Linked DNA regions of Anas platyrhynchos: region 1 is linked to region 2. The links are chromatin contacts, called in public Hi-C maps. All regions are on one chromosome and are shown on one strand. The core of a region is the stretch at or near the end of the contact, and the rest is flanking DNA. Distances in the headings are between cores, read along the strand shown. Region 1 overlaps SYNE2 (spectrin repeat containing nuclear envelope protein 2). Region 2 holds the start of SYNE2 (spectrin repeat containing nuclear envelope protein 2).

The links. Hi-C and Micro-C count contacts between places; a contact is called where the count stands out from the background.
Region 1: a contact with region 2 is called in a Hi-C map of subcutaneous adipose tissue, with 2.1 times the contacts expected there. The contact joins the enhancer-like site here to the promoter of SYNE2 in region 2. A contact is called at or near these places in 4 of 8 Hi-C or Micro-C datasets (liver, skeletal muscle and subcutaneous adipose tissue).

Annotation. Positions count from the first base shown.
Region 1 is chr5:7,581,029-7,584,439 of IASCAAS_PekinDuck_T2T, forward strand. SYNE2 (spectrin repeat containing nuclear envelope protein 2) reads left to right here. Exons shown (of 117, transcript XM_072038196.1): 27 at 1-144; 28 at 594-741; 29 at 2,182-2,780. Among named protein-coding and RNA genes, the nearest start is that of TRNAL-CAG, 13 kb to the right of the region's middle. Within about 2 kb of position 1,278, at least 5 of the 8 cell types and tissues checked have an H3K27ac peak or open chromatin away from gene starts, as enhancers often do. A contact at or near this core is called in subcutaneous adipose tissue, where this site is marked.
Region 2 is chr5:7,528,297-7,531,840 of IASCAAS_PekinDuck_T2T, forward strand. SYNE2 (spectrin repeat containing nuclear envelope protein 2) reads left to right here and starts at 1,307. Exons shown (of 117, transcript XM_072038196.1): 1 at 1,307-1,461.

The DNA of each region.
Region 1 (3,411 bases), core at 28-2,527, 53 kb after region 2:
TACCACTTCTGGTTGGACACAGTTGGGAAACATCTCATCTACCTTAGAAAACCTTGTGGATGAAGTGGAAAGGGCTACTCTCTCTGAGACAAGAAGCAAGCTAGAAGGAGAATGGAAAGAACTTCAGGATATTATAAATACCAGGTATAAAATAATATTTCATAATATTGGCAAAGGAAAGGGATGCTTGTGAAGGAAATAATGTAGTTTAGAGAAAGTATCTGTGTATTTTAAATTCTTTTTTTTTTTTTTTTTAATTGTGTGAAATTAATCTTTTTCTTAATTATACATAGCTCATATGTATCTTGCAGATAGTGTGGGTCTCTCCAGGAAGCTCAGAGCCAGATCTTTGTAGCATTGCTGTGCAGTATTCCCAAGCTTATTTTTATTTCCTTCAACCTTCTGGTTAAATGCACTGGGATTCACACTGCTTATATTACTAATCAATAGAAAAACTCCTTTGACCCCAGAGGAGGAGGATTAGATCAATTAGACAGTCAATTACAATACCTCTGTGGCTTCTTGTGCTGTAAAATGTCAAGTGTCTTTTCTTGCTGGCTTTCCTAGTTCGCGTTTCTTTATGTTTCTTGTAGAACAAACTCTTTAAGGACTGCTTTGGAAATCGTTTTGCCAATAGAAAATGAATCCATTCTTCTACGTGAATTAGATCAGCGGCTGAACAAAAAGGACATCCAACAGTTTAATCTGATGAATAGTGATCTTGCTTACAGGGAGCTAAAGGTAAGGGAAAAGGCAGAGATGCAGAGACAACACCCTAACCAGAATAGTTCTTAATATTTGTAAGAGCTTGTGAACTTCATGGGATTTCTCTCTTAGGACTTTGGGACAATTCACAAGACTACCCAAAAACTTCTGACATCTAACAGCATTTTAATCCATACACTTCAAATACCATTGCTCCTGTAGACTCAAGTGGGTACCCTTGATAGTCTCCGCTGTAAAAAGCATAGCTGTGAATATTTCATCTTAGGTTAGGACTTTTCTTCGTTACAGATTTATGCTGTTCCCACCTGGCTTTATGTCACTTTGCAGAGTGATATAAATAATGCAGTGTTAATTACTGAGCTAAACTAAGCTGCCTTGTGTCACATCTGTTGAGGGATCTGAGCATGCCTCAGGATGGCTTTGGAAGGTCTGCGTGTATGCAGTAATTTATTCTGCTGATATCAGTATCTTGTGCTTAGACTCTGGTCTGTCTATTATGCAGAGTCGATGTTGTTTTTTTCCTGATATTCTGTCCCTGTTGAACATGTGGACTGCTAGACAGTACTGAAAGTTTGTGTTTGTCTGCCCTTGGTGCTCAAGCTGAGTAGGGTTTAGGTCTCTCAAGCTCTTGGGCAGAATGCATGTGCACTCTTTGTCTGAAAGGACTCTGGAAGAGTCTTGCATTTTTTCCCAGCCCTGCACTTCCAAGTTTCACAACAGTGATGTACTGCTGTTTGCCTGAGGGCTGCGTAATCCTTTAACCAGACAGTGTGCAGGCTTCATGGAGAGAATTTTACATGTGTGTAAGTTTCCTCCAAGAATATCGCAATAAAAGAACTTAAAAGGTGGCAGAAGTAGCAGTCTGCTGTAAGAGCTTGCTGGTTTCAGTCCCAGGACTCTTGTAATCCTTTTCTCCTATTTTTGAGGTTGCTGGCAAGAGATTTGAGCTTTTTTATGGTGCTGATCATATTACTTTTATGTGGAATACCATTTTACTTGATTTTTCTTTTTTTTGCCCCTTCCTCCACCAATATCCAGATGAGGAAAAAATGTTTTTCTTTCTCAACCACCCTATTTAGCATATTTACTGTATTGCCATGACAAAGTCATTCTGCCATAATCTGATTGCCTCGTAGTGCCTTATGTCTGTGTTTGTAATATGATATTATCTCTTAGCAAATGGCTAATTGAATGTATAGGCGTAATGATTCAGATTTAATAAACTCAATTGCATTTAATGTTGTTTTCATATCTAGATCTCCCGCAGTCCTAAATTGCAATGAAAATTCCAAACACCCAAATCTTAAAAATGTTCTCCTTCACTCTTTTAACGATATAGATACATATATTCTATTTGGATCAGTATAATTTGTTTTCAGTCACAGGTTCAGCTTGAATATAGCATAAAGATTTTCTTTCACTTGCTAACACTGTTGATGATTCTCTCAATTTCAGGAGCTACAGAGGTCTATATTAAATCAGATTGAAGTGTGCAAGCAATTGGAAAACCTGGACAGTTCAGCAAGAGATGAATTTAATCCAATAGATCTGCAAGCTGCAAGTAAAATTATGTTTTATTATCAAAACCAGCTTGAAGAAATGAGCCATAAAATGCAGATCCGAGAGACAGTCCTTAAAGATCTGGAAGCTTTTATGGCCTCACTGAGGAAGATTCAGAGTTCCATAAGACGTCTCACAGATTCCTCGGGTCAACCTGAAATACAGGAAAAAGTGTTGAGAGAGGCTGCACAAGAAGTCTCTCATATGGCAAAAGAGGCTAAATGTTTGGATGAACGCCTGAAAGCAGTTGATATTTGCTTGGAAGATGCTGAGTGTGGGGGAGAGACCTGGTGTGAAAAACTAGTTCTGAATTTATCTGAAGAGCTAACTATGACTTGTGGTCACTCAAGTGATCAGATGCTGACAGAGGAAAATGATTTATACAAGATATTTTCCACAAGAAATTGTGAACTCCTTAAAAACATTCAGGATCTACGTGATAGAATTAACAAAATAGGCTTGAAGGATCCAACGATTCCAGCTATTCAACAAAGGTAAATTCTTTTTCAAAGCTCTTGTAATTTCATAATTTCAGTGAACTCACAGGGCCTATGGCCCCTTTGTGATAGAGCACTGAAACACAAATGTGTCTTAAAGCATCTTTGTAGCATTGAAGAAAATCGAGAGTTTGTCTTTTATTCTCTGCCTTACAACCTAAATAAGGAAGCCTTCTCCAATTTTTTTCTTTTAAAATACTTTGTATGTACTTGTTGGAAGCAGCACTGATGAAAAAGAAATGGAAGGAGGTTGATTGTTATGATCTTAATTTTCAGTAAGCTAATTCTCAGCCAGGGAGACAGATCTTGCTGAGCAGTGACGTGATCTAAACCCTTGAGTTGGAGAAGCTTTGTGTTATTTTACCATACCCTGAGAAAGTCACCAACATAACTTGTATCACTCTGATACTGTTTCAGAGGAGCTGCCTGCAGCCTTGCAAAGGACGAATAAACTTTGTGTGGGGAAAATGGGAAGGGAAAGGAGTTTTTAAGGTGTGATTTATTTATTTATTTATTTGTGTTGTCAAATCCCACACACTATGGCATAACTTCCTTTCTTAGACCTTATTTTAAGATAGCCAGAATGCTCTTAACATTTTAATGCAAATATACTCATACACTATATTCA
Region 2 (3,544 bases), core at 57-2,556:
TGAATCAGAGCAGGTGCTTGCCAAGGCAGGGCAGTCAGGTTGTAACCAGCTTTGACTGGTGCTCCTGCAACACGTTGCGTCCTTTGACTCCAACTAAAATAGCACTCAGAAAGGTGCAAGATTCATTTGTACCTGGAGGGAAAAAAATAATTAAAAATGTTATGGATAATCAGGAGTCCAAATCTGGAAGAGCTTCAGTTATAAGTTCAGTTATAAGGAGGAGGGCAGGAAGGAGTGGAACATTTGGCTTTGTAGCCTTCCAATGCAGGACCTCGCTTGTTTCTACTTTTTTAAGTTGGTTGATGTTTTATCAGCACAGATTCATGAGAAAACTGATGCATTGGCACTGGCAGGAAGTGGTTTTTGGAAAGTTTCTTTTTTCTTTGGATAGCTAGCTGAACTCTGAGTGCATAAAGCAAATGTTCCCACTAGCTGCATCTTCTCACTTTGTGAAGTCTGTAGCCAAAAGCTACGCAGTCCCAAAGAGAATAAGAAATTTCCTCCTACCCCCACAAAACTAAAACCCTTCCTTGAAGTTTGTAAAAAAACATCTAAGTTCTTCCGTGTTCACATAAGTGGTCCCAATTTACACTTTGAGAGCTCTGGCTAGGCAAAGGTGGGTGATGTGCCCCTGAGACCAGGCTGGATGTCCACGCACGGCTGCAGGGAGCTGGGCACAGGGAAGGATGCTGCGGCCATATAGGATGGAGCAGGAGCTGGAGAGGTCTCCAGTTTCTGTCTGCTTAGGTTTCTGAGGTTCTAAACATGATCTGAGGGTGCTGCAGGTTTGTGGCAATGCAAAAGTGTTTTACTTCTTTGTACCATGTTAGTTCAGACCATCCCAGACCAGGGAATGGTTCTTATCATTACGGACACATCTTTCGTGCCCTTGTTTACCTCCAGCGCGACCCTTCACCCCAAACACCCAGACACACACACACACTGTGGCCTCCCCTGCCTGCTTCCAGCAGCTGGGGCAGGGGGCACAGCGGTGCCCTGCTCAGCTCGGGGGACAAAACACCGGCAAATCCCACAGCTGGGGCTGGCGAGGGGAGCAAGCAAGGCGAGGGAGCAAGCTGAGGGGAGCAAGCGCTGATGAGGGAGCAAGCTTGCTCGGGCCGGGATGGGAAGCAAAAACCAAACCGAGTGAAACGAAAACAGCTCCGGCTGTTCAGTAGGGGGACAGGAGACCCCCTCAGGGGCCGGCCAGCCCAGCGGGGCCCCGCTCCTCCTTCACCCGGCCGCGGCCGATGGAGGCGGAGCAGGGGCCGGACCGCGCCGCCCCGGGGGTGCGGGGGCTGCGGCCTCGCCGCTTTCCCGGCCGCGGGCGGGGAGCGGCGGGTGCCTGGGCCCTCCTCCTCCTTCCCCCCTTTCCTTCTCCTCCTCCTCCTTCTCCTCCTCCTCCTCCTCCTCGTCCCGCCGCCCAAGCCCTCAGCGCCTCCACCCGGACCCGCCGCCGCGGTGAGTCTGCCCCGCCGGGCACCCCGAGTTGCGGCGCGGCCGCGCCTTTGTGTGGGGAGCAGCGGCTGGACTGGGCTGGGCACGGCTCGGCTCGGCTCGGCTGGGCTCCGCCGCGGCGGTACCTGCCCGCCTTTGTTCCCCGCCGCCTTTGTTCCCTCGGAGGGCCGCGGGAGGGTTTTGTCGCCCAAAAGCCCGGCTCCCCACAGCCTTGGGGGGGGTATAGGGGGGATCCCGGGGCGGTGGGTCCCGCCTGAAGGCGGTGCGGGGAGAGCCGGTGGGTGCTGGCCGGGGCAAAGTTGTCTCCGGAGCGAAAAGTAGCGGTGTGCTGCGGGGGGCTCTGTGCTGGCTCCAGGGCTGTGCTGCTGTGGTGGTTTTACCTTTTTGCAGCCTCCTGGCTGAGGCGCTGAGCCCTGCCCGTGCTTCCCGCGCTGCTCAGGGCTTCTTTCTCCTCAGCCCTGCCTCCAGCCCGGCTCTCAGGCACCCCCTGCTTGCTCTCCAGTCACTGCCTGTGGGGATGGTGCTCCCTGCCTTGGCACTGACCTGCCTCAGGCTCAGGGATCCCCTCCCTGTCCCCCCAAACACTCCTCTTCCATCCCTTCTCTTTCCCTGAGGGGTGCCGCAGCAGCATGGAGGCAGAGCAGGTGCTTGCTTCTCGGCTTCCTCGAAACACCCAGACAAGAAAACTTTGGGCAAGTTTGTTTGAGGGCTTCTCACTGCCTCTCCATCCTTTGTCAGCTCGGTGTTTGCATGTTCCTCGCGCCTCAGTGCCCCCCTGTCAGGGTGCCCCGTGTCTCACCTGTCCTCTGCCCCCTCTTTCCATCATTCACTCGTTTTTCTCCATCATTGCTTTCAGGAGCGCTTTACCCATCACAGGACAGGCAAAGGCAGAAGTGCCATGTGCAGGACCGTGGCTAGTTATTGTGACTGTGTGTTGGCCAAGCTAACAAAACCTCTGTTTATGCCTCTGGTCAAAACGTGATACCTTAAAAAAGGACACCCGTGGCCTCTGGCACCTGGTGAGCTGAGCCATGGGCTCCTGCCTCTTCTGTGACTGTTTTACGGCTCATGAAGGAGCACAGTGGCGGCTGCTAACTCTACACACAGCAACAGTACACACAGCCACCTCACATTAAAATCAGGGCAGCCGAAGTAACAGATTCCCAGGACAAAGCAGGGCACGTTGTGGTGGGAGCAGGAGGGGTGCTGTGGGGCCACTTGGACCTGCTGTGGAAGGGGAGCAGAGGCCCCGGCACCTGCCAGTGGGGATGGGGACGGGTTGCAAGGAGCAGGGGGATAGGCAGTGGCACACGGGAGCTTGGAGGGAAAATCTAGCAGTGACTGCAGTGAGCACTGTGCTGATTTGTGCTGTGGCAATGTTTGGGTCCCCCTTGTGCTGGATGCTGTACAAATACGTATTCAGAAGTGTATAAATGGTGGTTGTTCTTCTCTTCCTCATCACGAAGGGTGACGAATGATAACTGGCTTTACTGTAGCTATCTATAGCAAAGCCATACAGCTATCTATATGAAAGCTCCTTTATTTAAATGTCTACTTACAAATAACATCAGAAAACTGCTTTTTAAGTGCCACAGCTATCAGACCTTGCTAAGAACTGAGCAGGACAGTTTAAGGGGTGCAAAGGAACTTATTTCCTCTAATTAAATCTCATCAAAAGTTCATTAAAGTAAATGAGAACTCTGGTGGTGTCAGCACACAGCTGGTCCTGGAGTGTGCTAGCTATTTTTTATGTATTTGTCAGGCAAAGATTTTAAGCATAGACACAATGAAGTAATTCAAGAAGCAGTATGCCTTAATGATCTAATAGGCTTAAAATGCTTTATCTCCCTGGCTGTTAGTTTATGTTATAAATGCAAGTAGCAAAAGGACAATTGCTACTATTCCCTCCTTTGTAGTGTTTTACTGGGGATTTTATGTTACTTCTTTTGGTAGGTTTCAGGCACAGTTGATTCTTGTGTTGGTAAGTCTTTGTTTGGGTGGAAAAATGGACACAATTTAGCCCTTTTACGGAGTTCATTGTAACCCCCCTTTACCATAGTTAATTCCATAAACAGCAAGTTCAGCT